Linked DNA regions of Mus musculus: region 2 is linked to region 1. The links are chromatin contacts, called in public Hi-C maps. All regions are on one chromosome and are shown on one strand. Each heading gives the region's core, a stretch centred on a gene start, on an enhancer-like site or on the middle of the called end of the contact. The rest is flanking DNA. Distances are from core to core; before and after follow the strand shown.

What was found. A called contact is a pair of places that touch in the nucleus more often than the background predicts.
Region 2: a Hi-C map of cerebral cortex shows a contact between it and region 1, with 1.9 times the contacts expected there. The contact joins the promoter of Spata7 here to the enhancer-like site in region 1. A contact is called at or near these places in 1 of 15 datasets of contacts at CTCF or cohesin (the NIH/3T3 cell line), 3 of 484 Hi-C or Micro-C datasets (B cells, cerebral cortex and cortical neurons) and 3 of 9 other capture datasets (adipose tissue, liver and pancreatic islet).

What each region holds. Positions count from the first base shown.
Region 1 is chr12:98,530,553-98,537,947 of GRCm38.p6, reverse strand. The region is part of intron 1 of Kcnk10 (potassium channel, subfamily K, member 10); the gene reads left to right. Among named protein-coding and RNA genes, the nearest start is that of Gm40893, 10 kb to the right of the region's middle. Within about 2 kb of position 2,372, at least 23 of the 459 cell types and tissues checked have an H3K27ac peak or open chromatin away from gene starts, as enhancers often do. A contact at or near this core is called in cerebral cortex and cortical neurons, where this site is marked.
Region 2 is chr12:98,621,811-98,629,558 of GRCm38.p6, reverse strand. It overlaps Spata7 (spermatogenesis associated 7), which reads right to left and starts at 1,417. Exons shown (of 11, transcript NM_001289572.1): 1 at 1,225-1,417. The coding sequence starts at 1,243.

The DNA.
Region 1 (7,395 bases), core at 1,123-3,622:
GTCCTACTTTTCAGCACTGACACACTGGCCACCAGGTTTCTAGCACACAGACTCTGGGAACACATCAAACCATAGTGCTGTGCATAGTACTTCTAGGATCAGTCTCGGCTTGTGCGTTGTGGATGGTTAATAGCTGTGCTTCTCTCTGGTCCTTAACTTAGCGTTGGCAGACAACATACCAGCTATCCAGTGAAATTTGAATTGCAAAAGAAAATCTGGAAAAGTCTGTTTCAGGTAGTATTTGGCCTACACTTGAAATTTTGTTGTGATTATTAATCTAAAACACAAATTTAACTGGTTGCCCTGCATTTTTGCTTGCTGTATATGGAAGCTCACCTTGAATGGTCATTTTTAAATGGCTAAAATGGTGGATTTTAGCCACCAGCTCTGGTGATAATAATGCATTTACTAAATTATTTTAGCACATCTCAGAATGCCAAGTATGTAGTAGGTTCTCATCAAATGCCAGGTTTATAGAAATTGCATTATGGGTTGAAGCTATAGAGTGTGGATAGCTCCCATGAAGCCTTTAGTTCGATCTGCACTACCACATAACCCAGCTGTGGGTAGCAGCGCAGGTCTGCAAAGGAGCTGGAGACAAGAGGGTGAATGCTCAAGGCCATCCTTGGGTATTAGTGGTTTGAGGCCAGTTTGGGTGCATGAGACCACATCCTTAAAAAAAAAAAAAAAGAAAGGGGAGTAGAAAAAAAGAGAAAGGAATGAAAAAGAAAAGAAAATTGAGTCACATACGTATGCCCTGTGAAGGTGAAAGGAACCACCCACCCTGTACTTGTAGTGTGATGTAGAAAACATGAGAACTGGGCCTCAAGTGGAAGTCCTCGGTGAGTTAGTGGTGGGGCATGTTGGAATTTGTCTGTGGGATGAAACCCTTGTGCCCATGGTGCAAATGTCTGTTGAGTGGATTGCCTCCCCAGTATGATGGTTTAAGGGTAACTGGCCTCTGAAGGGCCATTAAAGTTCTCTAAGTGGCAAAGAAGTCTTGGCTCTGCCCACAAATTCCACAAGCGCCAGGGTGAGTCATTTGCTCTTTTAATTGCTTATGGCAATCTCTCTGCTTCTCTTTCCTCTCTTCTCTACGAGACGGAGGCGCCATAACCACAGAACTACTTCAGATGACCCCTTCAGAGGCAATTTCAAGGAAATGAAGCACCAGTTGAATTAAGACTATCCGATGAATTAAACATGAAGCTAGGATTTTCTGCAAATATTCTATCCCTTGGCTCAAACCTGAGAATCCGAAGATTAGATTTTACTTTCTATGAAAATGGCTCTTTTCATCTCGCGGTTTCCCTGGCTGGGTTATTTAGAAGGATCACATACCAGCAGTTAACATTCACTGAAGCTGACAGGAATTCTTTTAGTCTATATCAAGGGCTTAATGCTACTATATGCTACTATTACGTATCTAATTTGACTTAGATTTTCCAATAATAAATCTCATAGTTCCTTGGAGGTAAATACGCTTCTTCTGGCTGCTCAGTTGCATCTATCTGACCAGTCATAGAGCTTTCACCTGATTAACTCTTGAGTCTAAGGATCTATGGCGAGAAAGGATTTGGCTCTTGAAAATGTCACTGGAGCAAACTTCTGTTTACCCTTGCTTTTGGGCATCCTACCCTTAAAGAGCATAAGGAGCTGCATGAATCTTGGCAGCTTTCTAGAGGAGTCACGTGACAGCATGTGTCACCTCTGAGCCCGAGAATGAGTGCTGTGTCGCGTGGGGGTGGAGGTGAAGGTACTGTCCTCTGCTCCCCACATATGATTACTTCTACCCCAACTGCTCAGCTCCTGTGCAGCAGGGACTCTGCTGCTTGTCCCTGTGCACTTGGTGCCTCGACTCCAAGGGACACTTGATCAACTTTTGATGATTTTCTTCTGTGGACTTTATCCAAGGCATTTATAGCATGTGCGTTGAGGTTGGGATTATGCAAGACCCAGACAGAGATGAAAGGGCCCACTGTCAAGGGGCCTCCTAAAGAGTTTACTCTCTGGCATAAAGAATCGCTAGCAAGAGAGGATATTTTTGGGGATGGGATGAGGAGTTCAGCAGCTGGTGTGGAAAATTCCCTAGGAGCTGTTTCAGCCTCAAGATTGCCCAGGCAGTGCTGACTCTTGCCTTCAAGCAGAGGCCGGCTTATCCTCCAGACATGGGTGCTACTGGGAATCCACAGATCTGTCTTACTACGGGGAATCTAGTCTACGTTTTCAATAAGTCTCTTGATTCCTTGAAGACGTCTCTAATCAGAGCTATTATTATCTTAACACTCTTCAGATGAATGGATTTGTACGCCTCCAACGTCACTGTCTCCTCAGCCTCGTGAGTAATACTGGAGGCAACAGCCCTTCTAGTCGTACTCTTCCTGCAACCCACACCCATCCCTCGCCTCTGATAGCTGCATGAGCATCACAGAGATGGTGCTGATGTAGGCATCACGGATGCGCATTTAGAGGAACTTTTTTTTTCTAAGGGAGATTAACCAGAAGGTGATGCTCAAATGCAAAGCCGACTTGTAGGATGTTTCGTACAAACTGTCTTCTCCCTACGACAGATCTTGTTTATTTTTGCAGCTTCGTAGGCACAGTGAAGGAAGAAGTGTCTAAATACTTCCCCCCACCCCCCATGGAAAAAGTGTTTCTGAAGGTGGTTTCAGTGGCTGCTGTGAGCCAGGAGCACTGAGCAGTCAGGCTGGGAAACGGGGTTAGCTAGGACTGCTTGCAAAGCAGAATGTTCCAGAAGGGAGGGAGGGTTCAGTCTCCATCTCAGAGACTTGGAATAAAGGCAATGGCATACCTTGTTCAACATAGTTTATTCATTAAAATATATAGCTGGAAGCCAAGTCCAGTTTAGGTGTACTATTTGACACTTTCTGCAGAGAATTCCTTTGTAAATATGTATCTTGTCGAGTGTCTATGTCTATATGGTGTCTACTGATAGTGAGGCTAGCTTTAGTGTCTTTATAATATTTATCGTGGCAGAAGGGAAACAGGACAGGACCAGATGAGGAAGGGGGCTGTGGATTGAGAATGACAGCAGTCCCCAAGGAGATTCCATTTTCCCAGAAATAGCATCTCAGCTGTAGAGAAAGCAGAGAGTAAGAGTAGTTCTGAGAGGTACACTTCTAGGTGTTCGGGATCTATTAACTACTTTTCTCATAGGCTGCAACAAATTACCCGACAGAAGCAGCTTAAATAAGGAAGGTTTTATCCTGGCCCACAGTTCACAGTGAGGTCCTGGCGCCAGGAGCTTGAGGCGGCAGCTAACATTGTATCCACCGTCAGGAAGCTGCAAGACAAGTATCCTCTGCTCAGTTTCTTTCCCATTTGTTCAGTTCAGGCCCCTGCTGCCCACACGCAGGGTGGGGTTTTCTTGCTTCGTTAAACTTTTATGAAAATACCCTCAATGACAAGATGGGTTTGTATGGTGATTCTAAGTCTAGTTATGATGACAGTGAAGGTTAATGGTCACATAGGAGAAAATGGAAAGAAAGTTGGCTGAAGAGAAGTGTTGAACATGAAATCTAAGCTGGATGCAGAAGTGACAAGGGGGTGCAGGGAGGATGTAGCAGAGGGGAGGGCAGAAGCAGAGTGTAATTTGAGAGCAGTAAGCTGGAGGGAGAGGAGGCCCAAGTTGGTGTCTCAGTTAGCTTGGGCTGGGCTACTGTAACAAAATACCATGGGCTTCGATACTTATTTCTCCTGGGTCTAAGTCCAGTCAAGACAACCTCAGAGTCCTGTGAGGGTCTCCTCTGTGGTTCCTAGAGGGAGGCTTTCTTCCTGTATCCACACATAGATGTTTTTGTCTCTCCGATCTGCTCTTCTTTGTACGCCATCTTCTATGTGCTTTTCTCTCTGGCTTGTACCTATAGCCTTCCTTGGTACACAAGGATCTCCATCTTGATGTCTCTAGGAATCCATATCTCCCAGGCGTTTTCCATATATGGTGGCCACATATTCCATAAGTGGTTGAAAGCTCAGCCCCTGGGTTTCAAAGCTGGACAAACACTGAGAAGGAATAAAGATTCCAGAGTCCCCCAGGCTCAGGCAAAGACTGGAATTTTCCTTGGGCTAGTCTCCTGGCTCTCTGCTTCTCTCATCCTCTTTATGGCCCTTCTCTCAGTAAGTCGAGTTGCACTAAATCACAAGCAGGTCTGTTTGGGGGGGGGGGTCCACTATAAGTTCCTGGTTGAAATGGGAAGGCGATGATGGTGCTGGTTAGAACTAGAGGCAATGTGAGGCTTGGATATTGGGTTGTTTGTCTCAGAGTTACTAACAAGAGAGCGCTCTCAATGAGAGGATTTGGAGAATCAAGAAGAGAATTTAAAGATTTATTTATTTATTTATTTATTTATTTATTATACAGCATCCTGCCTGCAGATCAGAAGAGGGTACCAGGTCTCATTATAGATACTTATGAGCCACCATGTGGTTGCTGGGAATTGATATATATGTGTAGAGTATAGTGGATCCTTGGAAGCTGTGCAGGTTGGTGCACCAAGAGGCTGAAGAAGTAGACAAGGTTCTGAACAGAGGCTTGGGTCTGGGATGGGGCAACGGGAAGGTGGATCAGAGGAGAGGAAGCTAAAAGCAAGAGAAAGACTGAAACTCTAGGGTCACCTGGGTATAGTGGTGCACACCTTAACCTCAACACTCAGGAGGCAGAAGCAGGCAGGTCTCTGTGATTGAGGCCAGCCTGGTCTACAGAGTTCAAGGACAGACAGGGCTATTTAGAGAGGGAAACAACAACAACAACAACAACAACAACAACCCCTTCATAACTCTAGGGTCATGGAACCTACTCTTTTTGTGACATTTGGCCTTGCACTTCCCAGAAGAATGGTTCTTTCTAATGAATGGTGGCTTGGAGAAGGGATTAGGGAGCCTTCCTGGTGCAGAGAGGACAGTCACTGATTGAATGACAGATGACGAATACATTGAGTTTCTAGTGCATTATAAACACAGTGCAACTCTTTCTTTATTTTGTCCTAGAATTTATTGACTTTCCTTAGCTTCTTGTGTCAGTGTGATCAGCTGAGGCAAGATGAACAGATTCCCTCAGCAAGAGAATGAGTTAAGTGCTGAAGTTGTAGGATTTTTCTTCCTAATAACTTGAAATACAATTTTATGTGGTTTTGCCTCTCACTGTGGATCTTTAAGGACAATGGCGATATTAGAACACCTACTTAGGATCTACTTGAGTATGACTGAAGAAGACTTTGCAGAGCGAGAGAGCAGCGTGTGGAAGGAAAGGAAGGCTGGAGGGGCCGAGGGGGAGCCCTGTCCACGAAGCCTTTGAAAGTGTAAGAACAACGTAGGGATTTTATCAGGCTTTCTTGACCATTGCTTAGAGCCTAGATAGGAGGGGCCCCAGTGAAGAGAGGTAACAGCTTTTGACAAGACTCCTGGAGGATGTAGACCCCTAGCTTAAAGAAAAGGCTCTGCCAATGCCATTTAAACTAGGATCTCAAACACTTGGTCCCAGGGGAGAGAAGGTATTTTGAAAGGTGCAATTGCATGATGGGGAGTGATGTTTCCCTGTCAAAATGTTTTAGTTAATTTAATTTACAGGGGAAAAACATAGGGCATAAATCAAAATATACTATGGAAGCATTTTGGACTAGACTGCAAGAACCCCGGTGGTGGCTGTTCACCTCTACAGTTTTGACTTTGGGGTCAGGACAAAGGGGAGAACAACAGGCGATCTGGATCCCCAGTCTAGCAAATACAGGGGTCACTCTGGGTCCTGGCTCGTTGGTCCTGAGCTGGTGAGGGAGGGTTTATTTTATTGGAGGACAACACATTCAACCTGTCAGCTCTCGAGAGCTCTATCAAACCGACGCGTTCTAGAACAGGGGGACTATTGAAGAGGAACCCCGTAATCAAGAACAGGGAGGATGCGGTTAAAACCGACCAGCGATTCTATAGGACAGTGAAACTTCACCTGGTACCCACCCCCTGTGCGCCGGGAACTTGAATGATTCCGGGTGTGCCACGGGTAGAAGCTCCATTGTCACTCTGTCTGAGAAGCTGTATCTAGGTTGCCTCCTACTTCCTCTCTGTTCTCTCCCAGGCTCCTTCGTGCATCTCACTCACTCATGGTCCCTTAAACGCTGCTCCCTTGAGCTCATCTTTTACTTTCTTCTCACTTTACAACTCCCTCTGGACCATTTCGTTCAGTCCTGAGGCTTCAGTACCACTTAGATCCTCATCACACTCATACCCAGGAGCCCAGATGGATTCCCCTCCCCCCACCTGAATTCCGGTTCCCTGTGCTCCTGTCTCTGGGATAGCTCCTTTGAATGTGCGGTGGGACCACACACACCCAAGTCTCCTGCATTTTCTGCCTTGCAGAACGCTGTGCTCTGTAACCCCTCCGCCTCTAACATGTCTGACTTCTCCCCTCCGCCTCTAACACGTCTGACTTCTCGCTGATCCTGGGGACCTGTGGGTTTTTCTTCCTTCCTTCCTACCTTCCTTCCTTCCTTCCTTCCTTCCTTCCTTCCTTCCTTCCTTCCTTTCCACTTAATTTTACTGATTTTACAACTGGACCACAGTTCTCCACCCCTCCTCCGTTTCTCTTCAGAAAAGGGCCTGTTGTTCACCTCTCTTCTTTGTCTTCTCTGTGATTGCCCAAGTTAAGGGCAGAATGTAGCCCAGTAAACTTACTTTTTTTTTTTTTCTCATTTGAGTGTGGTGTATATGTAGACACATATAGAGCTATGCATGCCTGGCACAGAGATAGGAAGAGGACATTAAGTATCTGCCTCTATCACCCTATGCTTTGTTACTTTGAGAAAGGGTCTCCTGCTTATGTTTTTTGCCTAGGCTGGCAACTAGCCAGCCCCACAAGCCTCCTGTCTCTGCTGCCTTCAGTGTTGCTGTTACAGACATGCAATGGACCACACACAGCTTTTCCATGCATGCTGTGACCTGAGCTCTAGTCCTCATGTGCTCTTACAAGCTGACCCATCTCTCTAGCCCCTGTCCCACTAACATCTGCCCATACTCTCGCCTGTGAGTCTCTCACATCACAGGCTCTTTCATACTGTTGCTAGACTCACCACACATTTTGAGTCTGTGGCTCTTCTTATTTGTATTGTCTTCCTGTGCTCACTAACAAGACTTAAATTCGCCATGCCTCCTGTTACATTTCTAGCTTTGCCTTAAAATCCTGTATCCTGGCTTACAGACTTGACTAAGTTTTAATTATCCCAGCTTGGTTCACTATTCAGTGTGTTTGTACTTGTGGCGCATGTGGCTGATTTTCCTTCCTTTCTGCCTCCCCTTGGACTATGGCAGACTCTTGATCTTTCTGTATCGTGGACATCCTTTCTCTGAAGCCTTCTGGGTCTCAGGACCCTCATACCTCTGCCCAGC
Region 2 (7,748 bases), core at 168-2,667, 93 kb before region 1:
TTAGTATCTAATATTCTGAAGTAGCTGAGGGAACTAATAGAATCTAAGACGGTTACTTTAAACTAAAATTAAGCATTGAGGTTTCAACTAAATGAATGGTTACTTATAATTTAGTATATAAAAACTAGCCCAGATACTTATTGAATATAACATTTATACCAGGAACGATGTTATTGATATATGTTATGGGCTAAAACTGAAGCCACCTAAAAGTATAAACCCATTTACATTTGTCACCTCATTTAAAAATAAACACTAAAACCTCACTAAGTCTATTACTAAACAAATGTAAGTAAAAGAACTTGAGGGTTTTAGCTTCTTAGTCTGGGGCTTGTTCTGTGACCAACCATGACACTAGGGGAATTATTTATAATCTTTTGTTTTATTCATTTCAAAATATGAATAATACCCATTTAACAGGATTTGTGTGTAAACAAGTGTTGGGTTACGGGTGGAACACTGCAAAGGTTTAAAGTTTATTTTGTAACCATTTCTGAAGACCATAACAGCATTTGGTGTGTTTTCCTCTAGAGCTTAGGTTGGGATGGTGTCTGAATATCCTCCCCCCCCCCCAACCTTGTATGCTAAGCAGAACACTTATTTTGATGAAATTATTGTAGAATAAAGGTGCATGCAAGATGAAAGCAAGGCTTAATTAATCATTAGCAGGTCGATTCAAAGGTAGTCTTTTGCTATTAAACATTCAGTCCAATGACCAGCCACATTGGAAGTTTATTACAAATGCAGTATCCCAGCTCCTACCTTGGAGCCACTGAATTATAACCAGCTCTGGGTGAGTCAGTTCTGGAGGGAGGGAGAGAAGGAGGGAGGGAGTGGAAGATTTCATGTACTTAAAATGCACCAGGAGCTTGCTGTATATTATCTGCACTTAACCCCCAAGAACTCCGTGGCATGGGTATTTACCCACTACCTTCAAGATGAGCAAACTGAGCGCCGTTTCTGTGAAAGCAGCCGGCCTGATCTGGGGCTCAGGTTAGATTTCAAAGACCAGGCTAGTATTCCGCCTAGAAGATACCCAAGTGATACAGGCTGCAGGGTCCCAGGATCAGGGGATGGATGTCAGGCAGTAAATCAAAGAGCCGGGCATGCGGGGCCTCCCTGAGCTCAGGGCGTTTCTAGTTCCAGCCATTACCCTGCGACACTGAAGGAGGTGGCAGGCAACCTTAAAGGCCATGGGCAGCCTGGACCCGCGCAGTCCCTTACCTCTCCGGCTGCCATCCATGCTTAGTCCTCCTGCGGCCTCCGCGGTTGTATCCCCTTGGTTCTTACTGGGATGAAGCCGAGCTCCCCCGCAGCGGAGGTGAAAAGGAAAAGACCAGGACCGCGGGGGCGCAAAGGGTCACAGCGACAGTCGCCAGGGCGGTTGCTAAGGGCGAGCTCCGCGGCTGCAGATTATGACGTCACAACACAGGGACCTGTGCTCCTAGGCCCCGCCCCGCCCACGCCCCCAGGCACTCCTGCTTACCGAAAGTGCCAGCAGCCGGCGGGAGGATGGCCACGGGTCCCAATCTGTTGTTCTGGGATCCTGGCAGTTATCCAGAGTGAACTGTCCGGAAAGAGAGTCATATCTGCTTCTGCCAGCACTTTTAACTTGGATGCCTGTGATTCGAACTCAAGTCCCCAAGCTTGCAGCGCAAGCGCTTTTGACACAGCAGTTATCTAATGCAGCTACTCCCCCCCCCCCCGCCCCAAACCCCAAGTTTGTATTGTAAGCATTGCAATTAGTGTGAATTTCCTTTCTGCCTACTGAGTTCCTCAGCTCCTGCACTCGCTCTCCCTTTATCTTTAAAGCCACAAAGATCGGTTCATTTTGAATGGAAGAAGGCAGTGAGAAAAGTGTGGATGTATTCCGCTGCTTTCTGCGAGTTGTTTATTTTTGCAGTAGTTAATTGTGTATCCATGGAAATAAGAGCAGAACGGGGTAGAGGGAGTGCAGAAAGCATTCTGTCCCGCTAGGCTTTTCAGCAACCCGTTCTTGAACTTTTAGGCTGGATGGATAAGTCCTTGTTGTGGTATCATATAGCAGTATTCCTGGGCTCTGCCCACTAGAAGACCACAACCCATTAATTGCAACCTAATTGCAACCAAAAATGTCACTAGGTATTGCCAAAGGTTGCCTGAGGAGGAAACTACATCCCATTTGAGAACCTCTGTAGTCACAGAAAGCATACTGGATTCCGAGCCAGATTTGCTGAACTTTGAGCGTCTAGATATTATGGTTGGTTTTTATGGCACCCTAGTGAAAGTTAGAACCTCCAGAATAGGGAGGCTTTCCGGATTTCCTTAAATGATTTGGAAGGGGCTGGGGAGATGGCTCAGCGGGTAAGAGTACTGACTGCTCTTCCAGAGGTCCTGAGATGTTGGCTCACAACCATCTGTAATGGGATCTGATGTCCTCTTCTGGTATATCTGAAGAGAGCAATGGTGTACTCATATGCATTAAATAAATAAATAAATAAATAAATAAATAAATAAATAGATAAATTTTGATTTTGAAGACCCACTCTGATTGAAGGTGTTATCATCTACTAGCAGTCCAGATGTAAACGGTCATGGCTGAAATTCACCTCTTCTGGCTTGTCCTTTCCTCAAGTTGCTTTCTTCTGCTGCTGTGGTTGAATCCTTCCACACCAGAATCAGTTCTTTTTAGTTTTCTATCAGGATCTAAGGTTCAGCAGCTCTCTCTTTCAGGTTTTTTTTTCACCAGATCAGGACAGCTGAGGCATCCAGCCTTGTGGACAGAGCAACTATGCCAGCCTCCCCAGTGAGAGATGGGCACCATGGGGTGGGGGTGGGGGTGGGGGAGTTACTCTGACTACAGAGGCACTCAAGGATGAAGAAACTACTGAGTTCTCAGCCTCTCAGCTGTAATTCAGCTGTATTTGCTATTTGTAAGCTGACTTAATAAGTACACACACACACACACACACACACACACACACACACACACACACATCCTGTTGGGTTCTGCTCGTTTATAGAACTCTGTGGACAGTGCTATCTCTAGGCAGCTCATATAGAGGAATTTCAATCCAGCAACATGGCTACTCTGGCTGGAATAGACACACCTTGAGTACACCCCTTTAATCCCAAGCAATAAAAGTAAGGTTAGTTTACAGAAGGAAGGAGCATGTTTGAAAGGGCAGGTCAGTGAGTCAGTGTAGTTAAATTCAGTCAGTTGGGGTCAGTGCAGTGAGCGTGGTGAAGTGGATTGGAGTTCATTCGTGAGTTTATGCAGTTCAGTGCAGGTCCACAGAGGCAGGTAAAGCCAGAGAAGGATCAAGAAGATTAGAATAAATTGCCAGAGTTAGTTTGAAGCCAAACAGAGCAATTCAGTGAGAAGCTGAGAGAAGCCAGTTTGAATCAGTCATCTTGGTGAGGGAGGAGTTTGAGCCAGAATAGCTGAGTTAAACCAGCCATCTGGAGTTCAGAAAGACCTAGCAAGGGTGAGTTTATCCAGCAGTTAGCCTCCAAGAGTACAACTACATTAGATGAATAAAAAATATTTTGTAATATGGCTTTGGATTGTGTAGAAAAGCAAATTGAGCAAGCCTTGAGGAGCAAGCTAGTAAGTAGTGTTCCTCCAGGGTCAGCTTCTAGGTTCCTGCCTTGAATTCCTGTCCTGACTTCCCTTCATGATACACTGTAAATTGTAAGTTGAAATAAACCATTTTATCCCTAAGTTGTTTTTGGTGGAGGTGTTTTATCATAGCAATAGAAATAAGATAGCTAGGATAGCTTACAAGTTTGATCATGAATTAAATTTTAAGCCGGGCTGAGCCACAGGTCCCTGTTTATGTAAATGAAAGGGATGCTGGAAATCGTGCATATAAAAGTGTTATGATATGGACATTGCCTGTCCAAGAAAATGTGGTACTCTGCATGTGTCAGGGTTTTCTTTTCTAAGACTTCTGTTTCAGAAGAGCCAAATATAAAGAGAGCTAGGCTTAAGGAAAGTAAATCAGAAATCCTATAACAATGAAAGGAGGGAAAAAAAAAACAGGAGTACTACTCAGCTATTAAAAACAATGAATTTATGAAATTCTTAGGCAAATGTATCTAGAGGTTATCATCCTGAGTGAGGTAACCCAATCACAAAAGAACACACATGATATGCACTCACTGATAAGTGGATATTAGCCTAGAAACTTAGAATACCCAAGATACAATTTGCAAAACACATGAAACTCAAGAAGAAAGACCAAAGTGTGGATACTTCGTTCCTCCTTAGAATGGGGAACAAAATACCCATGGAAGGAGTTACAGAGACAAAGTTTGGAGCTGAGACAGAAGGAAGGAAGGAAGGAAGGACCATCCAGAGACTGCCCTACCCGGGGATCGATCCCATAATCAGCCACCAAACGCAGACACTATTGCATATGTCAGCAAGATTTTGCTGACAGGACCCTAATATAGCTGTCTCTTGTTAGGCTATGTCAGTGTCTGGCAAATACAGAAGTGGATGCTCACAGTCATCTATTGGATGGAACACAGGGCCCCCAATGGAGGAGCTAGAGAAAGTTCCCAAGGAGCTAAAGGGGTCTGTAACCCTATAGGTGGAACAACAATATGAACTAACCAGTACCCTCAGAGCTCATGTCTCTAGCTGCATATGTAGCAGAAGATGGTCTAGTCATCCATCATTGGGAGGAGAGGCCCTTGGTCTTGCAAAGATGATATGCCCCAGTACAGGGTGGGTTGGGGAGGAGGGCAGGGAGAGGGTATTGGGGACTTTTGGGATAACATTTGAAATGTAAATGAAGAAAATATTTAATAAAAATTGTTTAAAATAAAAAAAAGAATTTTACTAGAAAAAAAAAAAACCCAAACAAACCAGAATCCAAGTTATGACAATGCCCAGAATACTGGTATGTTAAGACATAGGGAGGAGAGAAAATTGCACTTGAAATATGATGATTCTATGTCTCCAACAATAGTTTGGATGATACAGAGTAAGGGGACCAAGGGAGATTGCAGCTGTGGGCCAGAGGTCAAGAACATCTACTGCTCCTGCAGAGGATCCAAGCTCAGTTCCCAGCTACCACATCCAGCAGCTCACAATTAACTTCAGCTTCAGGGCATCTGATACCTTTGGCCTCCAATGACTCCTTCACTGATGTGTGTACACCCACACATACTCAGTTAAAAATAAAATCTTTTTTTTAAAAGACAGAATTGGGTAGTATGTAGAAAGCAGAAAATTTTATTCCTACTCATTGTTACTTAAAATTCTAAGATTCCCTAAGGCATTCATTACACCATTAGCAACTTAAAAATCCACCTTGCTTGTAATACTGTGCATAATAGGCCTCCAGTAAGCATTTGCTGAGTTTGACGAGAGCTGAAATTTAGAGGGCAAACTGAAGAAGGCAACACAATGATTTGGGTCACTAGAAAGACATGCGAGCTCCTCTTATCAAAGCAGATAAAAATATAAAAATATTCTGCCCTGGGTCCTTTGGGTATATATTATGGCTTCCATTTTTGTGGGTATTTTTTTTAAATATGGAATTCCTGTGTGTGTGAACATGTATATCTCTACATGTATTTTTTTTATTATTATGGTTTTTCTTTGGCTAATTTTCTTGTTTTTGTATTATTCTCATTTGTTCGTTTTTGATTTGTTTTATTGTTTTTGGTTTTTTGTTTTTGTTTTTTTTTTTTGTTTTTGTTTTTGTTTTTTCGAGACAGGGTTTCTCTGTATAGCCCTGGCTGTCCTGGAACTCAATTTGTAGACCAGTCTGGCCTTGAAATTAGAAATTGTTGTGTCTGGCCAGTAGATCACAACCTGGGTTCTAGCCTGGAAAGGCATTTTGGAAACCTGGAGGAGAAGAGGGGCTGGGCTGCGCGAGATAAGGAAGGAACCAAGACAAAGCTCTCTGCTCAAGGTTCAATTTTTACTATTTCGGCACTCCGTTATAAAGGAAGGGGTAGGGGCCCAATTCCCGCCAAATAATCTTGGAGTCCAGTAGCAGGGTAATCACGTGATGGCTTCAGAACAGCAAGGCGGCAGGTTCCAGCAGTAGGCTTGGCAGAAAGATTGAGCGGGAAGCTCCACCCCTGAGCAAGCAGGTTTCAGGCTGGGGGAGGGGAGACTACAAGAAATCTGCCTGCCTCTGCCTCCTGAGTGCTGGGATCAAAGGCGTCGTGCGCCACCACGCCCAGCTGTTTTATTGTATTTTACTATTATTCTTTAGATGCCTGTTTTCCAACAAGAGACCAAAAGTCTATGTGAATCTGGATGGGAGAGGAGGCAAGGAAGAACTGGGAGGAGTAATGGAGAGGAAACTGTAATCAGAATATATTGTATGGAGAAACCTAGTTCCAATGAAAGTTAAAGCATACTCTACTTTGAAGTAGGAAAGAGGCTGGCTGGTTGGGGGAGGGCTGCAGATGGGAGAAGGCCTTGAAGTTAGCATTCCCTGGTGTTTGACTTTCTCTGAGAACCATCCTCGGTTTGGTGTTTCTCTTTAAAGCCTCAATGTTGTTCTGTCCTTTCAAGAATGAATGCAACAGGGTCAGTCAATTTCCAGTTCTGCAATGAACATATTACTGCAAGTGAAATTTAACTTGTTCTTGGGTTTCACTCTGTGTGTGTGAACAAGAGACAACACCTTTTCCCAGAGACAATTCAAGTCTTGACCACAGGCACATACATAGCTGGTCTGAACTTATTGCGGGGTTAAGCTCCCAAGAGACCTTTCCACTTGGGATCAGTACTAGTTATATTGACCTCTGGGAAGGAGACATGATTCTGAAGACCCTTTGCTGGATGTATCAGCATCACTCCACATTCAGAAATTACTTTAGTAGTAGATTGCTGTTATTCATATTCAGAAATTGACACATCCATGTTTAGGAAAAAAATATGATCCTCTTGAGTGAATTGTCCAGTGGAGGACAATGGTTTCATTGTGTATGTGTTGAAAAGATGCTCAAAATTATGATTTGGATTTGGTTTTGATATTATCTTAGGCCACTTTTTATCTTATTTCTTCTCTCTATTGAAAATGTGGCTTTTAATTTTCTGCTTTATTTTTTATTTGTGTGTGTCTATGTGTGTGTGTGACTGCACTTGTGTGTGTCTCCAGAGTCCAGATGAGGACTTGAGTCTCCTAGAACTAGAGTTTCAGGCAGTTGTGGTTCGTACTGGGCTCGAACTCCAACCCTTTGTAAGAGCAAGACATGCTTCTAACTACTGAGCCAATCAACTCCCCAGCCTGCTCTTCTCTTATTTTAATGGTTTAGTTAGATCTCTCTAGTTGTATGATTTCTAAGCCTCTGGGGTGGTAACATAAATAAAAACAATTATGTATAGACAGTCTGTACCATCTGACCTAATAAAACATGTAGTCTGTGTTCATTTTATTTTAATGCTTTATTATTGTACACTTAATTTCTATTTTGTAGCTAGTACATTTCACAGTACAGAATGCTCCTAAAATGGTGCTTACCTCTGGACGTGCCTAGAAGTGTCAGTGAAAATTATCCACTGAATGCAGAAAAGTGACACAAGAGACAAAAGGTCAAAGCTCTATCATTGCTTTTATTGAGTTATTATAAAATATTATTATGACATTTAACATTTTAAATAACACTGTATTTATTTATGTGTGCATATGTATATATGTATGTATGTCTGTGCACACATATCAGAGCATGTGTGTTGGAGTTAGAGGGCCAGCTTTCTCCTCCCACTGTTGGGCTATCAGGCTTGGTGGCAAGTG